Linked DNA regions of Mus musculus: regions 1, 2, 3 and 5 are each linked to region 4. Evidence: chromatin contacts called from public HiChIP or PLAC-seq and promoter capture Hi-C data. All regions are on one chromosome and are shown on one strand. Each heading gives the region's core, a stretch centred on a gene start, on an enhancer-like site or on the middle of the called end of the contact. The rest is flanking DNA. Distances are from core to core; before and after follow the strand shown.

What was found. HiChIP or PLAC-seq counts read pairs in DNA pulled down with a chosen protein or histone mark. Capture Hi-C pulls out chosen DNA fragments and counts their contacts.
Region 1: a FOXA1 HiChIP or PLAC-seq map of pancreatic cancer cells shows a contact between it and region 4. The contact joins the enhancer-like site here to the promoter of Fam234a in region 4. A contact is called at or near these places in 5 of 115 datasets of contacts at active chromatin or transcription factors (effector CD8 T cells, embryonic forebrain, embryonic stem cells and 2 more).
Region 2: a contact with region 4 is called in an HNF4G HiChIP or PLAC-seq map of pancreatic cancer cells. The contact joins the enhancer-like site here to the promoter of Fam234a in region 4. A contact is called at or near these places in 2 of 39 promoter capture datasets (the HPC-7 cell line and neural stem cells), 2 of 115 datasets of contacts at active chromatin or transcription factors (epiblast stem cells and pancreatic cancer cells) and 1 of 9 other capture datasets (pancreatic islet).
Region 3: a contact with region 4 is called in a FOXA1 HiChIP or PLAC-seq map of pancreatic cancer cells. The contact joins the promoter of Msln here to the promoter of Fam234a in region 4. A contact is called at or near these places in 2 of 39 promoter capture datasets (liver and stem cell-derived epiblast-like cells) and 1 of 115 datasets of contacts at active chromatin or transcription factors (pancreatic cancer cells).
Region 5: a contact with region 4 is called in a promoter capture Hi-C map of liver. The contact joins the promoter of Wdr24 here to the promoter of Fam234a in region 4. A contact is called at or near these places in 4 of 39 promoter capture datasets (the C10 cell line, liver, pre-B cells and 1 more), 6 of 484 Hi-C or Micro-C datasets (B cells, CD4 T cells, the N1E-115 cell line and 2 more), 4 of 115 datasets of contacts at active chromatin or transcription factors (embryonic stem cells, memory CD8 T cells and pancreatic cancer cells) and 2 of 9 other capture datasets (liver and pancreatic islet).

Annotation. Positions count from the first base shown.
Region 1 is chr17:26,595,547-26,601,246 of GRCm38.p6, reverse strand. The region is part of intron 1 of Ergic1 (endoplasmic reticulum-golgi intermediate compartment (ERGIC) 1); the gene reads right to left. Among named protein-coding and RNA genes, the nearest start is that of 1700049J03Rik, 32 kb to the right of the region's middle. Within about 2 kb of position 3,851, at least 94 of the 459 cell types and tissues checked have an H3K27ac peak or open chromatin away from gene starts, as enhancers often do. A contact at or near this core is called in embryonic stem cells, forebrain and pancreatic cancer cells, where this site is marked.
Region 2 is chr17:26,528,917-26,534,755 of GRCm38.p6, reverse strand. No RefSeq gene overlaps it. Among named protein-coding and RNA genes, the nearest start is that of Gm34606, 3.1 kb to the left of the region's middle. Within about 2 kb of position 3,790, at least 155 of the 459 cell types and tissues checked have an H3K27ac peak or open chromatin away from gene starts, as enhancers often do. A contact at or near this core is called in the HPC-7 cell line and pancreatic cancer cells, where this site is marked.
Region 3 is chr17:25,751,041-25,756,449 of GRCm38.p6, reverse strand. It overlaps Msln (mesothelin), which reads left to right and starts at 2,072. Exons shown (of 17, transcript NM_001356286.1): 1 at 2,072-2,107; 2 at 2,228-2,318; 3 at 2,633-2,676; 4 at 3,026-3,072; 5 at 3,388-3,508; 6 at 4,076-4,161; 7 at 4,465-4,594; 8 at 4,687-4,880; 9 at 5,107-5,197; 10 at 5,272-5,371. The coding sequence starts at 2,231.
Region 4 is chr17:26,240,372-26,245,982 of GRCm38.p6, reverse strand. Fam234a (family with sequence similarity 234, member A) reads left to right here and starts at 1,741. Exons shown (of 13, transcript NM_001206335.1): 1 at 1,741-1,977.
Region 5 is chr17:25,821,373-25,826,448 of GRCm38.p6, reverse strand. Wdr24 (WD repeat domain 24) reads right to left here and starts at 2,822. Exons shown (of 9, transcript NM_173741.3): 1 at 1,763-2,822; 2 at 618-795; 3 at 1-497. The coding sequence starts at 2,243.

The sequences.
Region 1 (5,700 bases), core at 2,602-5,101, 350 kb before region 4:
AGAGACCACGCCCACGAGTCCGGAGACCACGCCCATGCGTTCTAAGAGACCACGCCCATAAGTCCTGAGAGATCACGCCCACGAGTTCTAAGAGAAATGTTAAAAATTCAGGACAAACCTGACTGAAGTGTAAGGCGTGTGTGTGCGCGTGCACACGCGCGCAGGGGTGTTAAAGACTAAGAAGGATGTACACACTAAGGCAATGGGTCAGTGTTAGCAAAGGTCACTTCCTCCCTAACTGATCTCTGTGCTTAATTCACTTCCAACCCAAACCACCACAAGCCAAGTTTACAGACAGTGACAGGATGGTTCTAAGACTCACACTGACAGGTAAAGGTCCTAGAACAGGCAAAGATCCAGTTCTAAAAAGGGGGGCAAAATGGAGTCTTGCCTTAAAAACAAAACCTCCAGTTCTGCAGAGTGGATCAGTTCTTCTGTGACTCTAGGAAGGACGTCCTGAGGCTCACAAAGATCTGCTCATTTTCTTCTAGAAGACATGGCCAGCCCTGCCGGGGACAGACTCACACTATCTGACCCATGCTGCCTTGGCACCTGTCAGCCCCGCATCCCTTTGGTCTAAGGAGTACCGGATTCATGGATGTTCTGTACATATGTCTGTGTCCATGAACACCTATCGGGGTTGTTTCCCTGTTTCGGCCATTATAAATAACTCTCCCTGGGTGTTTACATACATAGCCCTGGATAGCTGTAAGCAAATCTTTGTGATTTAAGACTGGGTGGAGCTCTTTTCAAATGAGACACCATAGAGCACACTCGCATCAGCACATCCACGAACGAACGAGCTGATGAATCAGGCAGCATCAAAACAAAAAAACTTCTCCTCTCTGAAGAAGAGATGTGTTTTAAAAGAACACATACAACACAGAGAATGGAAAAATACACCACACACACACACACACACCCCATGTCAATCACATGTCTGATAAAAGACAAGTCCAGGCTAAAGAACTCTCAAACCTCGGTAACTGAAAGCCCTACACTGTGTGATTGGGCAAAGGGTTTGATCTGATACTTCCTCAAAGATTTACTGACATCAAAGTCCACCTGAAGGGATGCTAGCTAGCATCAAAGTCACTTGGGAGAACCCAAACTGGTACCATGGTGAGCTGTCACTATGCCTATCAGGAGAGCTGGAACTATGGACCAATCAAGCAGTTGGAACTCTCGTGTGTTGCCATGGAGAACATAAAACTGTGTGGCCATCTGAGAAGAATTCAGCAAGGTCTTAAAAAGTTAAAAGTCCGCTGTTTTAGTCTACTGTCTGTTGCTGTACTGAATGAAGTACTGGGTAATTTATGAAAAGAGGTTTATTGGGGTGTAGAATTCCATTCATGACATTGTGGCCACATCTGATCCACTGCTGGCGGACCTTGTGCTAGATTGAATCACAGTAGAGACATAGCAAGGAGAAGTTTCCAGGTATGCACAGAAGAAGCACGTGTGTGAGAGAGACAGACAGAAAGGGGTCAAGTTCCTTTACGATCATGCAGTCTCTGTTTTAGGGAATACAGTCCCTTAAGACCTTAACTAATTCCCACAAAAGCAGCCTGAGCCTCAAGACCCGCTTCCTGGAGTCACAGAAGAACTGATCCACGCTGCAGGAAAGCACTGGCTGATTGCTAAGTGGAGGGCCTTAGTCACCTGCCAGTCCTGACACCTGCATGCCGAAGAGCTGAGCCTCATAAGCCATGAACAGTTAAACTGTAGTAAAACCACAGCTCGCATTCACTGTAGGACCCAGCCACGCCATGCTAGGCGTGTGCCAGGAGAACTGCAAAACTACACATACACAGGGGTGTGCACATGAACACTCTGGAACACTCAGGAACAGTCAGGAACACCCAGGAAGCTTTCCTTATGTTGGTCAAAGAGGAAAACGACCTAGATGTCCATGCACATCAAGTGTGGACCATCCACAATGTGGGATAGTGTGTGGGTAGGTGCATGGAGGCTGGGTAAAGTTAACTGGGTTCAGATGGGGTAATTTCATTCATATTAGATTCTGGAAAATGTCGCAGAAGATCACTGCAGGTGGGGATATAAGGAAGCTCTCAGGAGTGATGGACACATTCTGGGCTAGGATGACATAATGGTATGCACACAGCAATAATAGGTGACACATAACTATGTGTCATGTTCAGGCCAATAAATTGAATAACGGTCATGATTATAATGTATCAAATAACGTAATATAATCCAGGCCTTCCAAACCACAGCCATGCTGAACAAACAATGGTAGACCACCTGCTAGACAAACAACACTTCTTCCGAATCTTTTACAATATCTATTTCTAGGTCATGGAACAGTTGACGGGGCAAAGTTCTGTCTTCCAGAAGGATTTCCAAGAGTAAATGCAGATCCTATGAGGATCAGAAGATTGACCTTGCACAAGCTCTCCTGTCCAGGGGATACCCATGGAGCATGGGAACCTTAGACAGACAAGCCAGGCCACTGTGCCATCACTGCAAGTCTCAGGGACACCAGCGCAAAAGCACAGCACTACCAGAAAAACTTCTTGGTAAGAGAACCAACCTTGGACCCACCCAAGGCTCCTGAGCTTACCAGTTAGAGGACTTAGAAAACCACCTCTGGATCATGGGGAACTCTACAGAACAAGTGACAAGATCTCCATCATAAATCAAGAGATGATGGGGAAAAAGACGGTGGCAAGTACATTTCCTGATCCCTCACCACCTTAATTTTTTGAGATACAGCTCAACCTGAGCTTGGTGCTCATCTCCTCAGCTACCAAGGCCAGCCAGGGTGTCCCAGGGGTTCTCTTAGGCTACCAAGGTCAGCCAGGGTGCCCCAGGGATTCTCTTAGTTTTATTCTGACCCCAGGGCTAGTGTTGTAGACACATGCTGCTACACCCAGTTTTTCAATGGATGCTGGGGATTCAAACTCAGGACCACAGGCTTGCCTGACAGGCACCTTAATGCTACACTGGGCCATGTCTCCAGCAGCCCAGCCAATGACATTTGCTATGAAGTATTGTAGGACTGTGAACTTTAGATTATAGACTCAAAGGGCCAGGTGTTCCTTGCTCTAACTACACTATCCTGATTGCTACCCTCCCATCTTAGATGTGGATGTGACACCCAGGGCTGAGGCAGCAGAGACAAAGTCGCTGGCATCCTTGGGCTACTGGAGCAAAACCCACAACTGCTAACATCTCCAGTCCTTATGTTACATTAGAAAAACAAAACATATTCAGCCACTTCCACTTGGGTTCTCTTGACAGATAAAACATAAAAGATACAGAAGTAAGAAGTCTTCTTACTTCCGTGCATCAGTGGGACAACTTGGGCACGTGTTTCCCCACCCCCACCCCACCCTCTGCAGTCTCCCTGCCCACAGGACACCCTGTGAGTCCCTGAAACCAGGTACCCTTTCCTAAGCATAGCTCTGAGAAATTGAATTTATAAAGCAGCCACAGGAAGACGCCAGCAGCAATGAACAGAATGTTATAACATTATACTGTCACTGTTCATGAGTTTTAGTGCCATTATTAAAAATATAATGGTTAACTGCAACAGACCCCGTGATACCACGACACTGAGTCAGATGACTAGGGTGACCACTAAGTGATAGTGGGCTGTCAGTACACGGGTGAATGCTCTAGACAGAGGGACACTCAGACTTTAGGGTGACAGATTCATTATGCTACTTGGGACTTGTTTAAAACACGAATCACGGCTACAATTTTCCAATCAATATTTCTGAACCAATAACAACCTTCTGTAAACAAAACTTCCTGTATCTGGAGTGTGCGGTAGCATGGCTCACTCTCTCACCTAGGCCTGCATTCCAACATCACCTTCCGGGAAGGCAGCCACCGCTCTGTGTCACTCCTCTCCACTCTTTTCTTCCCTCTCTGCTTGCAGTTACATGTGTACTGCCTGACTCCACCGCTGGGCTACACTGTGAGACCCAGATCCTCAGGCACCCCACAGAGGCCCCGAGAGACAAGTGCAAGGTGGGTGGAGGGGTGGCACACCTCCAAGTGGGGTCCATACACACTCCCTCAGAATCTTCCAGGAAACCATCAGATTCTCAGATGCTGGGCTTGACTGCAAGGTGGGCTGAGGGTCACTAAGTGCTGTTCAGGAGGGGCTCAGGCATTTGAGATAGCACACACCCATTTCTGAGAACAACAGACACCCACCTTCATAAGACCTTCAGCCTAAACCCACCTGAGTTACCCTAGTCAACAGTCGGATATGGGAGGGGCCTAGGGTACACACACACACACACACACACTCCCACCTCCTGGGCCAGGTACTACTACTTAGACACCTGATTGTTTCTATCTTGCTTAATCCTGCCCACCACCCAGGGAACACCATTAACAAATGCAGGAGGTTCACAGAAGCCAAATCACTTGTCTAGGCTCACAGAATCTGAATGGGGACTGGAGCCTGACGAGGAACCAAAGCGATAATTTTTCCCAACCACACCCTAACTGTTTTCACCCCTCCAGGGCCTTCACTGCCCCTGCTCAGCATGGTCCTCCTGTACCCTTACAGAACCTGTGCTAACAGAAAGCTGTGAGCATTTGGTGGGTGAATGAAGGAGAAAGAGTACCCCAGAGCGGCAGAACCACAATGCTGTACTGCCTGGAGACCCAGGCAGTACAGAGCTGGCAAGCGGCCCGAACCCCCACCTGTCTCCCAGCCTGTAACAGTCAGATTAGCTCAGACCCTGGAAGTAGAAAGACACCTGGGGCTTGGCCTGGATTCAGGTTTCCTGCTGGTGAACAGGAATCCCCTGAAGTGAAACAGGATGCTCTCCTGAGCCCCACACCCCCTGGACAGACGCTATAAATGGAAATGTATTCTTAGAGGGAGAGAACATGAGCGAGGGCTTTCAAAAGTGACCCATCATGGGGTAAAAATACAGCAGCATTTAAATGCTGAGCAGGGAGCGCTATTCCTGGACTAGATTCTCATGCTTGTGGCTTCCTGCCAGGGGCGGGCTTCCAACAGGTTTAAAACCAACAAACAGGGGCTGGATGGTGGGGCCTGGGGATAGTATTTCTCATACTCAGGAGGGCACTGGGGAGGGTAGCCTGTAGGAATAGCTTCGGAAGGTGCCCTTGAGTGGAGTCTGCACGTCCTTTGGGTCTGTCACTGGGCTCAGTGTTGCTGAGAAAACCTTTGGACAGCATTCTGTGATCTTGGGAAGTAACTGAAGGGCGAGTCTGGCTGGGTCTGGATAAAAAGACCAGATGAAGGTTTTAACCTGGAAGTGAATGACGTCTACTGAGCTTGAGTCTTAACTCATATTGCCTCATCTGATCTTCAAAACTAGATGGCAATTCAAGGCACAAAAAAAAAACAGACTTAGCCCTATTTCTAATAAGAGTAAGGCTTAGAAAACCCAGAGAAGAAGACACTCAGATGGAGATCCTGATTCTAGAAAGACAAGAAGAAACAAGTCTGGAGAAAAGAGTGGGAGGAGCCACGGGCACAGGGCAGTTCCTGGAAAGGCTCACGGTCACTCAGTGAGCTGGGGTCAGCCTTCACAGCTGGGATGGTTGACTGTGGGGCCTGGCAGGAAACTGTGAACTTGAAAAATTTGCCCATCACATTACTGTGAGGAGACTTCTCACAATCCTCTGTGGTGGGGCCCAGAGAAGGAAGGAAGGAAGGAAGGAAGGAAGTGGGCTGCACAGGCC
Region 2 (5,839 bases), core at 2,541-5,040, 290 kb before region 4:
AGTATCACATTTTCTTTTATAAGAACACGGCTTTTCATGGTATAGTTATACATAAGTGGAGATGTAGTGACATAATACCTTCTGGGAGGGCACCAAATGGGGCATTCAGTTACTTGACTCTAGAATCTATAATCACCATTAACAAGAAGTCATCGGAGGAAAAAATAGGGCCAGGCACTGGGACTGACCTCGTCTGTGATAATGACAAAGTAGATATCATGGTGCTTGTTGATGCCGGACAGGGCACAGAGAAGTAACTGACTTGTCCAAGATCACACAGTAAGCAAGTGACAGAGTTGGGATACAGCCCCTTCTCTGTTGTTCTACCACTTAGACAGGAGGAATGTCCCCAGTGGAGGGTTTTTTCCATAATGGACAGAAAGACTGCATCAGATTCAGACCTTGGGAGTAACCCATCACTGCTTCCCAGATGTGCCAAGTCCTGCCTCCCTGGAGCAGATGTTGGCTGGCCTGTGCAGCTGCCCCAGATTCTCCAACACATCTAACTACTTTCCCTTGAGGCCATTTTGCTTTTTAAGGAGCATTTTTTTTCTGTTTGTTTCTTCTAATATAGATCCTGCACTAAACACTTCCTTTTCACTGCTCTGGCTCAAGGTTTGGGTAATCTTAACCCCACAGGGCTGTGTAACATCAGTAAGACTCCAGGAACCCACAACTTCTCAATAATGCTGAACAGGGCGAAATTTCCCAGTAACCGCCTCCCCCACCTGACTAATGCTCTAGCTCCACAGAACGACGTCCTCATTTTGAGGAACCTAGTCATTTGGCTTGGAGTCTTTGTTTGCTATTCTGGAATGCCTTCTGAATCATTCACTTTTTTTTTTTTTTACTTTTGAGCTGATTCACTTTTCGCATTTCCTTGTATAGCAACTCAATCTCCCTCAGGGCTGAGCCCCATCACCAGCTTCCCTTTGGGTCATCTATATCCACGGCACCCTGGGACCTGCCCTATTTCCCTAACATTTATTCTGTTGTCATCATAGACCAAATGATACAGATTCCATTTGTTCATTTGTTCATACCAGAACGCTAGGAAGACAGTATTATGTCCATTTCACAGACTGTCAAACTGAGCCTAGCCGATGTCACACAAAGAAGAGGGTAAGGATCAGAAGCTGAGCCTGCCCCAAGCTCCAAAGCCAGAACCTGGAAGGTGGCTATTTGCAGACCCTATGGCTGCTAGGTGGGTTGCGGCATCAGTTGAGCCCCATAGACTGTAACTCCCATGCCATCGAATCCTGCACTGTATCTGGAAGTCGCTTCAATCCTACAGATGCTGACTCCTGGCGAGGGGCCTCACTCTCCTTTCCCTGTGATCACTTGAAGCTTCTCAGCTTTGTTTCCCATTCCCTGAAGTGCTCGAGAGCAACTTGCATCCATTGCACACTGAGTGGAGCGGTCCCTGGCATGGCTGGAGAACCCAATGCGCATGTGTGCTAGTGGGAAGTCAGCAAGGGGAATTCTCAGAATCTCCAGGAGAGTGTTGCCACGCAAGACCCCTCAGGACAGTTTTCTGGGCTCAAGTGGCAGAACCTTCAGTCAAAGGGCTCTGTACACATTTAATGTGTATTCATGGGGACGGCTAGGCAAGCATGAGTGTTGCTCTCCCTCTCCCTTCTTCTGGGAGTCCTGAGTTCCCTGAGGGCAGGAAGGTTGGAGTTCTTGGGAAAACAGAGGCTGGGGTGAGCGCAGTGGCCCTGGAGCCAGAGTCTGGATATGAATGAGGCTGAGGCTGGCTCATCCGCAGGAGCCACACAAGGACAAGCACCGGGCAGGAGGGGACTGCAGAGCTAGGTGAGGTGAAGAGGTCTGAGCAGAGTGAGAGGAAGCCAGCTGTGGTTTGCACGTGGGGACACTGCTGTGGTCACAGCTCTCTTTAGTGCCTTATCTCTGACTTCTGCTTTTTGGTGTGTTTTGTTTTGTTTTGTTTTGTTTTGTTTTGTTTTGTTTTGTTGACAGAGGCTCTTACTCCGTAGCCCAGGATGGCCTCATGCTTTCAATGATGCTTCTGCTTCAGTGCCCCAGTTGCTAGGTTCCTGGTGTGTGCTGCCCCAGCCAGCTTCAGTATTCTGTGCCTGCCAATGATGCTTTGTCTGTGTTCTGTTTGTGATTCATGCTAGTTCTGCATGGCACCACTGGAACCTTCCAGCCTGGCTTGGTCTCACATGTGCCTCTGCCATAGCATTATTGACTTGTGGGGCTAAGGCCCAGAGCACACTCTTTGCTTTTGATAAGAGTAGTCTGTCAGGGTGCTAATGTTCCCCAGGCTCTAACCTTACCCAGCACCTGGCTGCCTGTTCCCACCCTAGGGCCAAGCATGATCATTTCACCTGGGAGACCCCAAGACCTCAGAAAATAGCATTCACACAGCAGGCAGAGAGCAGTGCATTTTGGGTAGACCATCTGTTTCTCCTGCTCAGGGCTCTCAACTGTTGGCTTTGGCCTGAAGGACAAGTGTCCTCTCTGGCTCCTCCACAGGGCAAAGTGGAGACGTAGTCTGATAATGAGAAACAATTGAAGTGACAATGGTCATAACAGCAGCAAACTCCAACACAGCATCCACTCCAGGCCAGCATCAGGACCAACTTCCCCCTCCATCTTTTTCATCATCCATCAGAACAGGGTTGGCCTGTGAGGCCGGTAGGCTCAGGTCTGAATTTCAGCTCTGCCACTTCCTGGCTGTGTGACTTCAGAGAAGTTACTTTACCTGCCTGGGCCTCAGTTCCCTATGTCAAGAACAAGCTGTGCTCACACTTGACAATAGCACTGTAGCAGCAGTAAACAGTACACGGGTATTCCCCTACTTACAATGTAACGGAAAATATTATTAAGTCAAAATGCATTTGATACCCTTAACCTATAGAGCATCATAGCTCAGCCCTGCCTCTTTAAACCTGCTCAGAAGCTCACAGGGGTGAAAATACCACCAAGCTGATGTTACAACAGGGTGAAGAGCGTTTGTGGCGTCCATGGAACTCTCAACTTCCTCTTTGCTTAGATTATGAGAGTCATCAAAAGAGAGAACTGTTGAAGGCAACAGCTTACTCTCAGAGTTGTGAGTAGAAGAGAGGTTGGCCTAGTGCACATGCCTATGAACTCAGCCCCTGGGAAGCTGAGGCAGGAGGATCGCGTAGGAAACTGCAGGAGAGGTGGACTGATGCATGGGCTCACAAGTACAACTGAGTTCAGATCCCCGGGGCCTACATAAAAGCCCCAGGGTTGGTGGGCTTTTGTAGGCATTTGTACAATGCATATATAACCCTAGTGTTGGTGGGAGGGGACTCATAGTGACAGAGGATTGATGGTGCTTGTTGATAAGTCAATTAACCTAGTCAAAGGATGGTGACAGTGTTGGGACAGAGAGTGTCTCAAGGGGCTAAGTCAGAGAGCATTAGAGACATTAGCTGTCTTCCTCTGGCCTCCACATGTGCTCCTTGTACACGCCCCTTTCCCATATCCCTGTACATAGACATACACCATACACACAGAGAGTGTTGGAAGCCTACTTAGGCTACATGGGGGAGACTTTGTCTAAAATCAAAATGATATCGTAATCAACAATTGTGCTCTTCATTTACAAATGGGAACCAGAGAGAGTAAATAAGCTGCTTAAAATCACACAGCTCGTTACCAAGCTTCAAGGAGGGGATTTGAACTCAGATGTGTCTGACATCATAATTCATGTCCCAGAACCACACTGCCAGTCCTTGGGGTCATGGAAAGATGCAGTGCCTGGCTCTGCATCGAAAATGGAAACATGAGTCACCAGCTCTCCCTGGGGAGGGAGGAAAGCCCAGCTTTAGGGCAGAATGTTCCGCCAGATGCTAGAGAACAGCTGCCAGCACCCCTGAATCTTTTTAATGCTGAAGAAGGAGGGAGAGGGGAGAGGGGAGAGGGGACAGCAGTGTCTGAGCCAGTGAGTGATATCTAATTGGGGCCATGCTGGTTGTGGCAGGCTTGCACATCTGGCTTCAGGAATGCTGAGCCCCAACACGGCTCCCCACCCCACCCCCTGGGCTTCTGCTGCTTCTCATAGCTGCCTTGCCCCCTTAAATGACCAGGCTGCTTTGTCTCAGTCCAGCTCCAGTGCTGACATGTGAAATGGGCCTCTGAGCCTGCTGATGAAGACCAGGTCTCTAAGGACAAAGCAAAAGTAGCATGGGTCTTGCTTGGGGTCCCTGATAATTTCCTGGTCTGATCTGTGGTATGTTCAGGAACAGGGACAGTGTGCTCAGTGCGCGGCACCCAGAGAATGTAGATCATGCTTATGAACCAACCAGCTACCTGAATCAATAGAGTATGGAGAAGAAAGGCGCTTCGGGTGGGGCACAGGTGATCGGTTTCTTCTGGCTGGCCATCTCGCTAGAACTCCATCCTCTGGGTCCAGTTTCTACCTTGCTCCCTTCCCACCTGCTGATGACCCAGCTCGCCTTTGCACACATGTTGGTTCTACCCAGGAAAGTTTGGGGCTGGCCAGAATGACTTTGTAGCATGGATGATTCATTTTGGTTCATGAAGGAACAAAAGCCCAGGCCTTCCCAAGGCAGCCTCTGCTCTTGTCCCCTGGGCTGGGAATGAGTCACGCTGTCCTTCTTTCTGGGGCTCTGATTTTGGAGTTGCGTGGGCCCTTGAAGCAAACTTCAGTTTCCTTACACTGTTCCTTGGGAAGCCAGATAAGTTTAGGAGGGGTGACAAAGCAGTAGCCACCAGTAGGGTGGCCAGCAAAGAGGCAGGGGGTGGGGGAGATTGGGGACAGACTGGAAATGAAAGGTCCTGGAGGCCCTGGGGCACCTCCCTCCGTGGCCTCCTCCTTGGCCTGGCCAGGCGTGGCCTGCAGCCTGCATCCAAATTCCTTAGCCAAAAGTGGAAAAACATTCTCCGATTCCACATTGCACAGGAATTTTAAAAAGTGTGGATAAACCATATGACCTCAATTTCCCCTGCCGCAAAATGAGAGTCATCCCAGGGTTTTGGCAAATTCACCAAGGGCAGCAGAAAGGGTAAGGAGAGGAGGGCCTCAGCTCATAGCCTTGGTAAGATAAACTCCCACCCATCCTGAGTCCCCAGGAAAGGAGAGCCTCTGGGGTTGTTTTGGTGGCTCTGAAAGGCTGGACTCATTTAGGGGATGTTGAGCCTTGAATCAGAGTCATGAGGTTGAAGTAGGCTTCCTTCAAGCCTCCCCTGATATATAAGGAGAAATGAAGAAATGAAGATAGGGATCTGAGGCAGTGCGTCCTTGGGGGGGGGGTCATCGTCTCCAACAGGGTACCTGGTGTGGGCTAACTCATGTCTCTTCTCCTGGCTACAGATTTCTTTATCAATAAAAGGGAGAAGGTAATTCTTACCTCACCAGACTTAGTAACGTGGATCCTTACTTAGCGTCAAGGACTGTGTCCTGGGTCACATCAGCCACTGATCAGGAGAGGGAGCTCATCGCACCAGGTGGCCACCAAGGGACAATGGAACAGTGTGGTAATGGCCAGGAGGCAGTGGCATTCAGTGACACAGATCTCTGGTAGGTAGCAAGTGTTCAAGAGACTCTCTCCTGAGGGTGGTGATTCTATTGATGTAAAAATAGGACTGCAGTCTTCACATCAAAGGAAGAACGTAAGGTTCTTATTTTAGTTCATTTCCTTACATTTCTAAGGGGAGTGTGGATGCTCAGGGAAAGGCCCAGCCAAACGGAGGCTACCAACAAACTGATCGGGAGAGAGGGACTCCCATTTTCCCACCTAGGTTCTTCACCCTGTGGCCTGGGAAATGTGCCAGCCTCATTGTCCCTCAAGAAGACACAGCAGTTGTGACTATCCAGGGCAGG
Region 3 (5,409 bases), core at 823-3,322, 490 kb after region 4:
GATTGGAAACTCCAGATCAGCTGGGGCTTCTCATAACAGTGTGCCAGGGACTTTCCTGGGGACCTTATTTCCTAGACACATCTCCAGTGTCCAGATTGTTAAGGGGCTCACATTGGTCTTATGGGGATCAGAGTGACAGGAGAGCCTATGCTAACTTAGAGGTCATACTCATATCCAAAGTGCATTGTGGGTAGGGTGAACAGTCATCTCCAGCAGTGCCTCTTGGCACCTCCAGCCCAGCTGGCCAAGGGTCAGGACAAGCACAGCCCAGGTTCTGAGAACTGTCAGAAGAGCCAGACACTCTCTGCCCATCATGGGCGTTCCACTCTGCCATGCCTAGGGGAGTGGCAAGGACTCACCTCCCTTCTGCCCCTCACTTCCTGTGTAACTCTAGCTGGCCTCAAGATATCTCCATGCTTAAGGCAGAACCAGGTGGCCCCTGTGTTAACAACCCACCCCTGTTTTTTGATCCCACCCACCCTCACCCACCCAAGCCTGACCTTTGCAAGGAATGTGGTCTGACTTCATTTCCTATCACTCAGGGCTAGCCCTCGACTGGGCTGGGGGGAGGCTTTGCATGTGGCTGTAGAGACAGCGCCAGGCAAAGAAGCAGAGAGAGGCTGTGATTTTTTTTTTAACTGTAACCCCTCACCTGCCAAGCTGGAGGGAACTGGAGGGAGAACGCCCACTTCCCCTCACAGTCCATGCTGAGGAGCCTTCTGGGGAATAAGGGACAATGTTGCCTGGCTATAAAGGAAAACCAGGGTCAGCTCTCTCCATGGCTAGGTCCTATCTTAGAGTCCTAGACAGGGCCAGCAAGGCCTGGCATAGATTGGTGCTCAGCAGGTGTGTGGGTGATAATTGAGCAGGGGGTGCTGACGCTGATCACAGGCGATAACTGAGCAGTGGATGCTGATGCTGACCATAGGCAATAAGGGGTGGGCAGTGGATGCTGATCGATGCTGATCATAGATGGTAAGGGGTGGGGTACATTTGAACGACTCTCCTGTGTTCCTCCAGTCCTGGGACCCCATACCACAATGCCATGGAACTGCTGTGGGTTTTTCTGTTTCACACTGAGATGCGTCCTTTGTCCGAGACAAGTGGGTACCAGAATCTTGAATTCTACATAACTATAGGACAGTGGCTCCCATCTGCATCTCTTAGGATGTGGTGTGAAAGATGCAGATCCCAGGGCCTGATGCTGCTTGTAGAGGCTCTTAAGGAACTCACACTAAGGCTGATAGACAGGTTTTGATTGACATAAGGCTGGCTGCAGGCTTCATAGTCTCCTGGGTTGAGGGGAGACATTAAGACATGTTTCTTGCCTGGGCTCACCTATCCTACACATCGTCTCCTGGTACACAGTTTGCTCTACCTGCTCAGGGGCTTCTTAGTGCAGGAGCCTCCTGGCCTGTGAGGTCTCCCCAGACAATCCCTACTGCTGGGTTGTTCAGGTAACTCACATACGGGGGCATGAGAAGTCCATATTCTGAGCAATGGGGGGGGCCAAGAGAGACCTGAGATAAAGTCAGCTAGAATACAGTTCCACACATGTTGAGGAGGGGAACAGCTCCGCACTCACCCTGTCCACAGAGCCCCTGAGCCCCACCCCAGAGGGGACACTGGATTGCCTGGTACCCATTTATTTACCTGCTATCCTGATCACACCAGAGCTTGAAAAACTCTCATAGAAGCCATGTCACCCAAAGGGACTGATCTATGGAAGAGACATCACCCCCCTCTACAGCGTGGTCAGCCTGATGGGGCCATGTGTTTGTGCAAGTCACAGATACCTCCAGTCCCATGCCTCAGGCCCAGGGGTGGTCCTGCGTAATTCCCAGCCTGAACCACTCAGTGCTCCTGGTACAAACGGCGAACCCGTAACAACCGGAGCAGGAGATAGCCCTGTCTCTTTGTCCTATACTTCCAGTTCTGCCCTGCCCTGTGAGGCTGGAGGGTGAACTCAGCTGTCCACTGCGCCTCACAGCAGAGGTGCCCCACTGACTCAGACCCAGTGCCCCTCCCTATAGGAGGGCTGGTTTTCCTAGGGGCGGGCCTGGCAAGCGGTCAGTGTGGAGAGTCTGCCTAGTAGACACTACTGCAGGTGCTCACAGAAGTTGGACAGCTGCTTTCCCAGGCCCAAAAGCCCCTTCGTTGTCTCCAAACAGTGGTGTGGGTTGAGGGGTGGGACAAGTGGGGACCTCAGAGTCATTGTTATCCACAGACCATGGCCTTGCCAACAGCTCGACCCCTGCTGGGGTCCTGTGGAAGTCCCATCTGCAGCCGAAGCTTCCTACTGCTTCTCCTTAGTCTTGGTGAGTATGGGTTGGGCTGATCCCCAGGAAGTGGTTAAGGAACCTTCATGAGTTGGGAGCTTGCTTTCTCCTTGGGTCATTGCTAGGTGACCTGCGTTCCAGGAGGGTTAGGACTGAGAACAGTGAAAGGCCTGGAAAGTGGGGACACTCCGAGCAGGAATGATCCCTAGGCCTACAGAGCATAGGCTATGACACAATGGGGTGAGAGGCCTTAGCTCTCTCTACACCCAGTGGGCTGTGCAGAGGGCTGGGACCAGAGAGCAGCCCAGTTTTGCCCCGGCCTCTCTTGTAGCTTTGTACCCTCTGGCTCACAGGGTGGATACCACGTCTGCAGACCCAGACTACAAAGACAAGCCAGGTGAGGTCCTCTGAGGGAAACAGAAGGATTTTCTATTCTAGTCTTGGGGGTACGGAGTGATGTTTTCGGTACTTTACACATGAATACATACCATCCCTTAGTGTCACTTTTCAAAGAGGGCTGTGGGCAGAGTTGCTGATCCCAGAGAGTGGCAGAACCCAGGATGTAGCTGGGCCCTGAAAGGAGCTGAGTTGGAGACAGTGGAGCCCTTGGGTGTTAAGTCCCTGGCCCCAGAGGTAGCCAGACTCAGACAGTATCTGGACCTTGCTCTCAGACAGTTGAGACCAAGCTCTAAGGTAAAGAAGCTCCTATCTGCTTGGGAAATGTCAGTCAGACCTTGTTCCCTTAGGAGGCCACACTCCTCCATGCTGTGAACGGTGCCGCTGACTTTGCCAGGTGGGTTCAGTACCTTTGGGGGCGATCAGGAGCCCTTGTGGGCTGAGTGAACAAGTGCCAGACATCCAGGTTCCCAAATTCTCTGTCTTGTCTGATCTCTACCCACTCCCTCCTGACCTGGCTGGCTCAGAGTTAGGGGAAGGACTGTGTCCCAGGGCCCAAGTACCTTGTCCCTCAGGTTGTCACTTGTCCCAAAGAGGGTCATGAGAAGCCCAGGGTTATGAAGGAAGGGCTCTGGGCAGGCAGGCAGGCAGGCAGGCAGGCAGGCACTTCCAGAGGGACAGTGTTGGATTCAGATCCCAGCCCTGTCCCCAGTCTCCCCACAGGCCTCTTTCTTGGCCTCACATGTGAGGAGGTATCTGACCTGAGCATGGAACAAGCCAAGGGGCTGGCTATGGCTGTAAGACAGAAGAACATTACACTCCGGGGACATCAGGTCAGTCTCCCACTATGGTCCCCACCTATACTATGATGGTTTGAGGGAGATACATGGTGGCTAGGAGGTTTGTGACTAGTTTCTAGAATTCCACTGCTCACCCTCATGCCAACTCAGGGTCTGGTCCTGGCTGGTGGCTCCCCTCAGAGCCCCTCTTGCTGCCTAACTGAATACTAGGTGTGTGTATCTCCTGGGGGCTCAGCTCCCTGGGGTCTGAATGCCTTTCTTCTGGGCCCTGCTATCCCAAGTCTGAGCTGATCTTGCTGTCCCTCTCCTGGAGACCTTGCATTCATTGTCTTTCAGGGCTCTGTCCTCAAAATATGGCCAATGGTAGCATGACTCAGGATGGGGAGAGGAAGGCCAGTGTGACTAGCTTATATGGATTCAAGATCAAGTCAGACCTATCCCTGACTATTGAGGCAGTGGGATGTTCGTGCCACAGTCTGTGAACAGAACTAGGGTTCAGCCGGTAGCATGTAGGGTGGAATTAGAACTGGGGTGCCCCAGGCCATCCTCGAGAGCTATGGCCCAGAAAATTCTGAGATGCGTGCCCTGGTCTCCCGGCAGCTGCGTTGTCTGGCACGTCGCCTTCCTAGGCACCTCACCGACGAGGAACTGAATGCTCTTCCACTGGACCTGCTGCTCTTCCTCAAGTAGGCCTCAAGCTGGGAACTTGGTCTCATCCCCCCCTTTGTCTAGCCCTGGGCTACAATGTGCAGTGACTGGGTGGCTTTGTCAGGGAGGTACTTAGTGGAGTATCGTGTGTGTGTGTGTGTGTGTGTGTGTGTGTGTGTGTGTGTCTGTCTGTCTGTCTGTCTGTCTGTCTGTCTTGTGTTTCTGTCTGTGTGTATCTGTGTCTATGTCTCTGTGTCTATATCTGTGTCTGTGTCTATGTGTGTGTCTGTGATGTGTGTCTGTACACTTACACAGTAGCCAGCATACCCTTGTCTCCACAGCCCAGCCATGTTTCCAGGGCAACAGGCTTGTGCCCACTTCTTCTCCCTCATCTCTAAAGCCAATGTGGATGTACTCCCACGGAGGTCTCTGGAGCGCCAGAGGCTGCTGATGGAGGCTCTGAAGTGCCAGGTCTGGAATGGTACCACCTACTAGAGGTAGAGACAGGGCACAGAGGGGGCATGGTTGTTCCCCTGAGGCGCTGATGCTGGCTGTGTGCACAGGGCGTGTATGGATTTCAAGTGAGTGAGGCAGATGTGCGGGCTCTCGGAGGCCTGGCCTGTGACCTGCCTGGGAAATTTGTGGCCAGATCTTCCGAAGTTCTCCTCCCCTGGCTGGCAGGATGCCAAGGACCCCTGGACCAGAGCCAGGAAAAGGCAGTCAGGGAGGTTCTGAGGAGTGGAAGAACCCAATATGGGTGAGTAGGAATGACAGCCTGTAGGCAGTGACATGTGAGGCTATCCACAGTCAGATTGGCTTTCTTAGGGCCAGGTCTCCCCTGCTGTATTCTGCCAGGTCTTGTTCCCTGGGAGGTTGCACTCCTGACCCCTCAGCAGAGGCATTGTCTGCTCCAGTTTCTGTCTCCCGATGTCTACCTGGGGTCACATTCTTGGTCTCTGAGCTATGTCCTTGTTTCTGGATAGCCCCCCATCGAAGTGGTCAGTCTCCACCCTGGATGCCCTGCAGAGCTTGGTAGCAGTGTTGGATGAGTCCATCGTCCAGAGCATCCCCAAGGTAAGGTCCTGCTACCCAGCCTGGCTTTGAGGCTGCTGGGCCTTGACACTCAACTCACTACGCTCCATCCTCAGGATGTCAAAGCTGAATGGCTGCAACACATCTCCAGAGACCCCTCCAGGCTGGGGTCTAAGCTGACCGTCATACACCCAAGGTTCCGACGGGATGCAGAACGTGAGCCCAGGGCCATTTCTATTGGGTAGCACACCGAG
Region 4 (5,611 bases), core at 492-2,991:
AGCAGCAGCTAGGGTTGTACCTGAATTGGTAAGGCGCTTATCTACCAACCACAAAGCTCTGAGTTAGATTAACAGCACTATATAAAATCAGTGTAATGGCACACCAAGAGGAAACTTCTAGTTCTTTAGAAAGTTAGCTATGCCAAATGATGGTTTGCTGAGACACACGGATGAAAGGATGTCTTTTTTATTTTTTATTTTTTTCATTTTTCTTGAGACAGGGTTTCTCTGTGTAGCCCTGACTGTCCTGGAACTCACTCTGTAGACCAGGCTGGCCTCAAACTCAGAAATCCGCCTGCCTCTGCCTCCCAAGTGCTGGGATTAAAGGCGTGCGCCACCACTGCCTAGCTGAAAGGATGTCTTGATAAAGCAAACACATAAAAGACTGTTTTCCTGAAGCAGACACAAGTGAAAGGATGCTTGTTGGATATAGCAGACACGTGTAAGGACTCTTGATAAAGGAGTATAAATGTGACCCCACAGACAGTGGGAGAGGAGCACTGAGATTTGGTTTGCTCTGCCTTGCTATTCTTTGCTAAAGACACGCATGTATTTGTTCGCCTTACATAGCATTGTTGAGCTCACCTTGTGGTAACACTGCCATTGAGAGAAATTATCCAAAGAACTGCTTGTGAGGTTCCTATGGCAGCTTGCAGCTTCTGCGGCCTCACATCAGGCTGGTTGGCAAATCTAGAAGTTTCTTCAGGATTTAACTACAGCTGCCTGGTGTCTGCTTGCTGAAAGGACTGGACTGAAGCTGCTGGTTAGTGTCTGGTGTCTGCCCCCCTAGAGGACTGGACTGCAGCTGGTGGTTAGTGTCTGGTGTCTGCCCCCCTAGAGGACTGGTCTGCAGCTGCTGAATTGTACTTGGTGTTTGCTATGGGACTGAACTGCTGCCCAAGAAGATCTAGCTCACCCCTAAAGAATTATTGCTGAACCGGTCCATTTCACCCATATCCTAATAACTTTTCTCTTCCACTGCCTCTGCTGGGTTGTAGGCTAGAGGAGAGGTTGGACCCTTATTAAGAGTAGGTTGCAGCCGGGCATGGTGGCACACGCCTTTAATCTCAGCACTGGAGAGGCAGAGACAGGCAGATTTCTGATTCGAGGCCAGCCTGGTCTACAAAGTGAGCTCCAGGACAACCAGGGCTACACAGAGAAACCCTGTCTCGAAAAACCAAAAAAAAAAAAAAAAAGTAGGTTGCAAAAAATTTATGCCTACTCAGAGAGTAAAAGTCCTTGCCAAGCTATTGTGCAAGCCTGTAACCTAAGTTCGATCCCAAGAACCCACATAAAGGCGAAAGTGAACCAGCTCTACAAAACTGTCCTCTGATCTTCCCTTTCTGTCGTAGTGTGTGTCTCTATGTGCCTGCGTGTGCACTGAGGAAAGAAAATACCGTGGCCAGTAAGTGATCGGAAAGATACGCAGGCTAGAAAAAAGAAGCCTTAGCATGGGCCTTCTGTCTTGTCTCCATTCATGGATTCCTGGGGTTAGTATGGGAACACCAGGCCTAAGCCATCACAGCATTATCATGCCAAAATGCTCCTGCACAAACAGGCTCTCTGCTCGAAAAGGGCAACACTGGACACAGTGGCCGTGTTGCTAAGCAACCGACTCAGTCAACAGAACGGAATCGCTGTGGTACGCCCCTTCCGCTGGCAGGAAGTGACGCACAGTTCAGGTGGGCCGAACTAAGGGGGGGGGTCACAGCCTCTCTGGGGCGGGGCCTACTGCGGGGCGGGCCTCCTGGGTGGGCCCAGTGGGGGCGTGGCACGCTGCCCTCGGGGCCGGGCGGACCGGGGTGCGCCGGGGAGGGGCGCTGCTGTCCGGCGTAGTCTGTACTCCTGTTCAGCCGCTGTCCTCCCGGGAACCTTGGGGATGTGGATCCCGGATTCCAGGGACCGCAGTTGAGCCAGCCTCGCCAGTCCTGTACCACTTGCTGAGGAGCAGGATCTCGCGGACAGGTCCGAGAGCAGGTCAGGATCGGACTAGGTAACTCTTAACGCGCGAGCTGGTTCCGGCCAAAGCCGTCTGCGTTCGATCGCCCGGAGCTAGTGGGGGCCAGGAGCGGGTCCCGCCTCCACTTGCAGCTCACAGCTAAGGTCGGCCCCGCCTGAGCTCCCAGAGTAGCAGTGCACAGGGCCTGGCACCCTCAAGCGTGCTCAACTTGGCCAAACAAATCTCTGCTCCGTCGTGTCTGTTCCCTGGAGGGCGCTGTGGTGACCCGGAGCGACAGGGGTTGACCTACCAGAGGAACTTTGTGCTCCGGTGGACATGTTCCTTAAATCCTAACGCTCTTTGGGCCCCGTGTGTTTAGTATCAGTGAGAATCAGTTCATGTTCTTCAAGTTCAGGCCCAAGGCAGTGAGGTGGGTACGGTCAGGAGTGGTTGGTGATGGGGTTGTCTTCATATTCCACCCTCACAGTTCTAATGTTCTTTTAAGGCCACCACCGCCTCCTGCTGCCTTGAACTGGAAGCAATCTTCCTGCCTCATTACACCGAGCTGTCTGTTTCTTCTCTGTACTGGCGTTTTTTCTTACTCCTTCCATTGCCTCCTTGTATTCCTTATATGTTGCTTTATAACAAACAAGAAGTTTATTGGTTTATCCTAGCAATCTTTATCCTAGGTGTGGTGGTGGATTTCTGTAATCCCAGAAGTTGAGGCTGAGACATATGAATTTGGAGTTTGAGATAAGCCTGGGCTACAATATGCGGTCTTCCCCAAATGCACAAAATAAAACAACCTTTATTAGTCAACACTTTCTGTGGGTAGGGAATCAGTCTACCTGGGTGATGATGGCCCAGTAACTCTCGCCAAGTTGGGGGATCCAAATCCAAGATAGTGGACTCAAAAGACCAGTGGCAGGAGTCCTCATTGTTTTCTGTTGGTATCTGCCTTCCCTCAGAAGAGTTATCTGTAAGGGAAGTGGGGCGATAGGGAGTGATAGAAACCACTGTCATTATGACCCAGTTTGCAAAGTCTAACTCCCCCCTCCACATTCTTTTTGTATTACTAGGTACATAGGAGGTGGGTACAGCAGAGCTTATGAAATGAGTGTGTGCATGCAAGAGTGAGTGTAGGTGTAGTGTGTCAAGGACAGTGACCTGTAGGGGCTCTCCCTCCTCTATATGGGTTCCAGAGAATCCTCTTGTCACAAGTCTTCCAGTGGTGGAATTTTGTGTCACCATCCCAGAACCCTACTAACCGACCTAGCACCCCAGCTCCTCACCTCCCCAGCTCCCCAACTCTCTTTTGGGAATGGAGTTTTTTGAGACAAATTTTGCTTTTATCCCTGGCTGGCCTGGAACTCATGGTATAGACCAGGCTGGCCTCAAACCAGAGGTGAGCCTCTTTGCTCTTTCAAGTACTAGGGTCTCAGATATATGCTACCAAGTCCAGCTTGTGAATGTTATGTTTTTTTTCTAGAATTTATGTGTATAACTCTGTTGCCTGGAAAAGAGAGAGAGAGAAGAGAGAGAATGTGAGTGAGTGAGAGAGAGAGAGAGAGAGTGTGTATGCACACACCATGGGAATGCCTGGTGCCCATGGAGGTTAGAACAGGGTGTTGGATCCTCCAGAACTGGAGTTACAGATGGTTGTGAGCCACCGCGTGAGTGCTGGGGACTGAACCTGTGAACCAGCTTGCCAGCCCCTTGTGATTATATTTTAAAATCCTGCTACTGACCATGCCTGTGGGGGAAGGGTGCCTACTCCCTGTAATTACAGCACAAGTTTCCACATCGCATTCACATGAGCTTTAGCTTTGTGAGAATGACTGGGGCTTTTCCCAGGGAAGGGAAGCATTCAGCACCCCAGCATGACGTTGGACACTTGGAAGAGCAGACTTCCCTGTAGAAAATGGAACTAGGTAGCTGGGTGTGGTGGCACACGTCTTTAATCCCAGCACTCGGGAGGCAGAGGCAGGTGGATTTCTGAGTTCAAGGCCAGCCTGGTCTACAAAGTGAGTTCCAGGACAGCCAGGGCTATACAGAGAAACCCTGTCTCAAAAAGCCAAAAACCAAAAAAAAAAAAAAAAAAAAGAAAGAAAAAGAAAATGGAACTAGGACTGGCGAGATGGCTCACTGACTGCTATTCCAGAGGTCCTGAGTTCAATTCCCAGCAACCACATGGTGTCTCACAACCATCTGTAATGGGATCTGATGCCCTCTTCTGGGGTGTCTGAGGAGAGCAACAGTGTACTTACATATAAATGAAATAAGTAAATCTTTTAAAGAAAGAGAGAGAGAAAGAAAGAAAGAACTAATCTTCCAGAGAAAAGCATGGTAATAGGTGTTGTCATCTAACTGACATCCTGTGTTTACAATTGGCATTTAAAGTCACCTGATCCTGTAAGGTTTTTCTAATGTGTTTATGAACACATGTGCTAGTAAATAGCTCTCCCGAGAGAGGCTGATGACCACATTAAGGACATGTATTCAGTTCGTGCCTCAGTCTATTTTCTGCCAGCTACCACTCACTCTGCTTTGTCCTTGGGGGGCGGGGCATGATGGGGGATGGGGAAGCAAGGACAATTGTGTGCTCTTACGTTTCTGGAACTCTCTGTGGAGAGGACCCAGAGCAGTGTGAGAGGCAACTAAGCCACAATGCTGTAAAGCATCATAGGAAATGTCCCAGTAGATTCTGGGCACATCTGGGCTTTTACAGATACAGTAGGAGCAAGTAGAGGGGGAAGGGCAGATGAAGGGACAGGTGCAGAGCTACAGCACGATGGGACATGGGAAGGATGACACTAGACAGACAGACAGGAACCAAGGATGGAAAGACCTGGTGTTATCCAGGGTGTTGACTTTGTTCCAAAGTGGCGATGAGTCATTTTGGAATGGTAAAAGGAGTAACATGACCAGCAGATATTTTGGAAACATTTAAGAAAGCTCCAGGATTCACTGTGAGAGGTTTTAAAATGTAACGTATGTGGTGTCTGGGAGGCGCCTGCACCGAGGGCTGCTGAGACAGCAGCAGGTAAGTGCGGCCGTCACCAAGCCTGCTGAGCTGACTTTGATCCCTAGATCCCACTAGGAGATTGAGGAGAGCACCAACTCCTGCAAGCTGTGGTGACTTCCACACGTGATCTTTCTATGTCAAGTGTGAGCCCGTACCCTATACACACACATCAAGTAAAATGAAATAAAGAGGCGGAGCCAGATTGACAGGTTAGATGAGATAGAACCTACAGGGCTTATTAAGTGTTCCAAAATTTACCATGGATTTCACTCAAAATTGATCTTCACACCAAGCATATGGACTTGGTGTGATGTGTTTCTAATCTCCTTTGTAAACTCCTTCTTGGAGTTTTAAGTTGTCATGATATAACACACACGGGAAATGCTGAATTCTACCTAATAACCAGAAAATTGATGCTGACAGTTGGTGTGACTCATCTCTGGAGTGCAGTGTACAGTAGAATGTTCAGAGGTTGGGCATGTGGGAGAAGTGTGCTAGCTCCTCACTGGTTATCTGTTGACTTTAGTCTTGGTAGTTAGTTCACAGAGCTGGTGTTCTCTGCTTTTGTGAATGTATAGATATGTACATTATAAAAGTCTTTTTAAAAAATGATAAAGCAGTCAGGCTTGGAGGCTCCAGCCTATAAT
Region 5 (5,076 bases), core at 1,573-4,072, 420 kb after region 4:
CAGGGTCCAACTTGCGCTTGAAGAAGATGGGGTGGCGCCGGTCACCAGCATAGGGTTTACGTCCAGATTCAGCAGCCACCAGGCTTTCCTTAACAGCAAAGGCCAGGTCCCCAAAGAGGCCATAGCAGAGACCCTCAGGGTTGGCACGCTCAACAGGCTGACTGGCATCCCGAAACAGGTGCTGGCATAACGTGCTGTCCTTGGAGCCGGAGAGCAGGAAAGAGGGGTCATGCGGATGACGCCAGGCAATGCCTGTTGTGACATCACGATGCTCTTCAAACATAGCAGCTGGCACGAAGGGGCGGCGTACATCCCATACATAGATGTTGTGGTCCACCATCATGGAACACGTGGCCAGGTGGTGGCGGCATTCAGGCCGCCACTTGACTCGGGCCACTGAAGCGATTGTCTGCACACAGTGTATCTCTTTGGCACGATGTGTGGTCATGTCCCAGACCTTTACCATCTTGTCACGTCCACCCGTGGCCAGCCAGCCCCTGCGGAGAATGTCCCACTCAAGCTGTCAGTGACCTCTCCCATGGGAAAGGAGACCCTGCCACACCCAAAGGCATCGTTTAGCCTCCAGCCTTAAGGCCCATCTTCTCCCCACACCACACCTGTCCTCTGGGTGCCAATCACAGCAGAAGACAGGCCCATTGTGGGCTGTGAACATCCTCTCACAGCGGTCGGGTCGGCGGATGTCCCAGAGCTGTACGTTGCCATTCTCAAAGGTGGAAGCAAAGGTAAAGTAGTCACGGATACTGAACTGCACATCCCGCACGCTCTCAGACTGGCCTGTGGGCACACAGTGGTACAGACATAAGTGAGGGGCTGGCCCCCAGGGCGTGGGGGAGCCCTTGGAGTGGCTCCAACCATGTTATTCACCAGCCTATAGCCCAGCCCAGAAACACAGGACTGGAGAAACACCACCAAAATCTGCCTAGGCCAGAGTATGCCAGGTAGTTTCAGTGCAGACTCCCAGCCTCAGTTCCCTAGATTCTGCACAGGCAAAGCTGCAGACCTGCCTCAGAAGGCTATGTGTGAGCACTGGAGGCACAGGAGCTCACCCTCGTTGGCTGTCTATATGTCCCAGGCCAAGGCTTGTGGAAGACCCAACGAATGGAAGAGGAGGCTCCTCGTGCTCTGCTCAATGCCCTGCCAGCTGCCTAGTTAGCCTCGAAGGACCGAAGAGCTCAGAGACCATACCCACCTTAAAAGATCGCCAAACAAGGAGCCTGCGGGTACAGTGTCCAGTGCTTTTCCCTGCCACAGACAGCTCAAGGTCTGTTGTAACCCCCAAATTCTCCAGGCCCCAAGGCTCTGCCTGCGCATCATTTGGTCTCATTAAAGATCTGAGAGAGGGGAATGAGGGCTGAATGCAGACAGCTTGGCCTGCCATGAAAGGGGCGCTGTGTACTCCCCACCTCACTCTGAGTCCCGGTCTGAGTCCTGAAGACACAAGGCTCCGCCACTCACTACGGTGTGTCTGAAGGCTCCGCCTTCCCTATTAGCCACACCCACCACCCAGTCTCAATTTCCACTGGTCTGACCTCCTGCCTCGCCCCCCCCCCCACCCCAACAGCAGTGTTGGGCTTATCCTTCTCAGGGGGCCAACCGTTCCCATTTCCACCACTCTTTCTGGGCTGTTCCGCCTCTGAGGGTCCATCTGAGGGCCTCTGATGGACACACATTTCAGCCTGCCTGTCAGGTCTAACACCTACAGAGATCCAGATGTACCCCCAACTTCCTCTGTGGGCCTCACCAGAGAAGGTGCTGACAGAGTCCTTCCTTCGGAGGTCAAAGCACTTCATGAAGCCATCCTGAGAGCCACTGAGCAGCACATGGGCCTCGGTGGGATGGAAACAGACTTTGTTCACTGTGCGCTTGTGTTCTGTGAACAGCTGATCCTGCTTGTTGCGGGATGGCCGACCTAGGTTCCATGTAACCACCACACCATTGGTGGCTGCTGTGGCCAGCAGATTCTCATCCATCTGGTGCCAGACCACATCAGCACAGCTCAGGTTGAGCGAGGGCTTCCTACCCACACGTAAATTCAGCTTCTCTACGAACTGCTCCTCCTCAATGGCATAAATCTTGAAGATGCTTCGGCCTGCCACGACAACCTGGGCAGCGTCGCGGCACACGCTGATGGCATTAGCTGGCGCGTCCAGATGGCAGTGCATGGTTCGGCCCGTCAGAGCACTGCCGCTCAGGGCTGTGCTAACTCGGGACATCTTTTCCATGTCTGCACAGGTATCAGAGGCAGGAGGAGGTCAGTGAAGTGTGCTGACCTGGTCAGCCATGGTGTCCTAACAATTCAGGTTCAGTCTCCTCTCGAACCTTCGGCCTGAGATGGTCCATCAGCCAGTCGTTATCTTAGGAAGGTTCACATTCATTGGAGTTCTCCAGAAGGCTCCAGAGCTAACCTGAGGTTCGTCAGCACCATATCTGACGTCTCCCGATTCTATGTGGTTAATTCTCCATCAGTGAGATCCTGGGGGCGGGGAGTGGCTCCTGACTTCACAGCCCCATGCCTCCGAGGATTGCGGGGCTTCCAAGAGGAAAAACAACCGAGTGGAAAGGGCAGAGAAGCTAGATGGGTATGGACTGAGTTCATACACCTTGGAATGCAGAAGAGAGGCTACAGCAATAAGTGCAGGTGTCTAATTGCACCGTGCAGCGGCAACTGAGGGACCAGAACCAGGTGCTAGAAAAGCCTCTGCCCCGTCGCACGCCAGTCATTTACCGAAAGCACAGAGTGGTCTTCAGCTACAGTACCGGAAGAGACTCACCTACTGCCCGCCCATTACCGGAAGTAGTCCTTTCTTATTCTCACTTCGCCGGAAGTGAGTGACAACTCGTCTTTCACACCATAAGAGTTCCGTGTCTGCGAACAGCGCTTCTGCAGAGCAAACGGACCAGAATTGGGCTCCCTGGTTTTAACTTGGTTATATATGTCCGCTATTGATCGTTTGGTTAGGGTTTCTGTTTTGTTTTGTTTTGTTTTGTTTTGTTTTATGGTTCTGGAAATCGAGCCCGAGAGACAAGTTCTCTACCAACTAGGCTATGTTTATTTTAATCTCAATATCTTAATACCAGTACTTAAACCTTTCCTCCGGTCTTGGAGAAGTAATTTTCTTTTTCTTTTTTTCTTTCTTTCTTTTCTTTTCTTTTTTCTTTTTCTTTTTTTTTTCTTTTTTGGTTTTTTGTTTTTTGTTTGTTTGTTTTTGTTGTTTTGTTTTGTTTTTTGTTTTTCGAGACAGGGTTTCTTTGTACATCCCTGGCTGTACTGGAATTCACTCTGTAGACCAGGCTGGCCTCGAACTCAGAAATCCGTACTGGGATTAAAGGCGTGCACCACCACTGCCCGGCGAGGAGAAATTTTCTAAGGAGACCTTGAGTTCCACCACTCTGCCACAGTGCCACTTCCCCTACGGAAGCACTAGCAGCCTGGTGCCTTTTCTACTCTAGGTCATTATTTCACTGTGTATAGGTCTCAGAGACCTGACCCTGACCTTTCTGGCTCATCTGCAGCTCTACCTTTCTTGGCTCCTCCTTTCTCAGCTTGTTTCTATCCCAGCTTCCTTCCCTCTGAGTATTTTCCTTCTTCTTTCACAGTTCATCAGCTGTGTTATAAAACCATGGCTTCTACCTATGGCTTCTACCCCTGCAGAAGGTGTCTCCTTTACACATAGGTAGGCACTTAGCTCAAATGCCTACCATCTTAGGCCATCCTTGCCACCCCAGTCTAATGTCTCCTTTGTCTACTGTGGTTTGTATGATTACACCTGTTTTGGTACTTTCAGAGCCTGACAACCAGTCATCAGTGGCTTAGTAGATTTAGTCTCCATTGTAAGAAATCAGTGTTGGCTGAGGAGCCTCAAGACCAAGTTCTCAGCATAAAGAAAGATTGTTTGCCCCAAAGGGACAAAGGCTAGGCAATAGGGACAGACAGCAGATAGAGGGTCAGGGAGGAGAGGGAGTAGGGATATTTGACCAGAGGGGATAAAGAACTGCCTCTGGATAGAAAGGAGACAGACATGGCCTATAGACAAATGACACTTTATGACTTTATAAGTGTAAGAGGGAGAAACACCATGTTAGAATGAGGTATTTAATTTTGATTAGACAGGTTAATTAAGTGAACCCATGGGGGCTTTTGATTGCTGGACCTCAATACTTTGATAGCTGGGCCTTCATCGCCAGCCTCAGGAGTAGAAGTGGCCAAATAAGGGAACATACCATGGTGGCTAGCTCTAGGAATATAATCTAAGGTTTTTAGCAAGACAGAAGGCATTGCAGAGAAGGACAAAGCTGGCTAGCAGTCCTCCCTTCAGCACTTGCCCTTTCTCTTGAGGTGGACACAATAGTCTTGATCTTCTAGCAGTCTGTGATTATTTATTTATTTAATCTTTATTTGAGTGTGTGCACATGTAAATGCAAAAATGTGCCTGTGTGAGTTTTTATTTGTACCAATGTGTGTTCAGGTTCCCTAGGCGGCCAGAGAACATCATATCCCTAAAGCTAGAGTTACTGGGCAGCTTAAAGGCATCTGACGTGAGTGCTGGGAAACTGACCCCAGGTCTTCTGTAGGAACAGTAGATTCTTTGCACTACCGAGCCATCTATCCAGCATCACTGGATTATTTTAGAACATCACAATCCCTCACTTAGTGACCCCGTGCAGAAGATAAGGCTCATTTCTGCTCTTGGATAGCAAGATCCTAGATCCTTGTTTTCTTTTTCTTTTTTTTTCTTTTTTCTTTTTTTTTCTTTTTTCTTTTTCTTTTTCTTTTTCTTTTTTTTTCTGAGACAGGGTTTCTCTGTGTAGTTCTGGCTGTCCTGGAACTCACTCTGTAGACCAGGATGACCTTGAACTCAGAAATCCGCCTGCCTCTGTCTCCCAAGTGCTGGGATTAAAGGTGTGCGCCACCACCGCCCCTAGATCCTTTGGAAGACCTACATTTTGACATCAAACACATTGTTCCCTTTTGTGCATTCAGGACATTAGAGAACTTATGTTCGTCAGTTGCTAAGGTTCCAGTCCAGCCCTGAGCCTCCAACCTCTCCTGTTTAT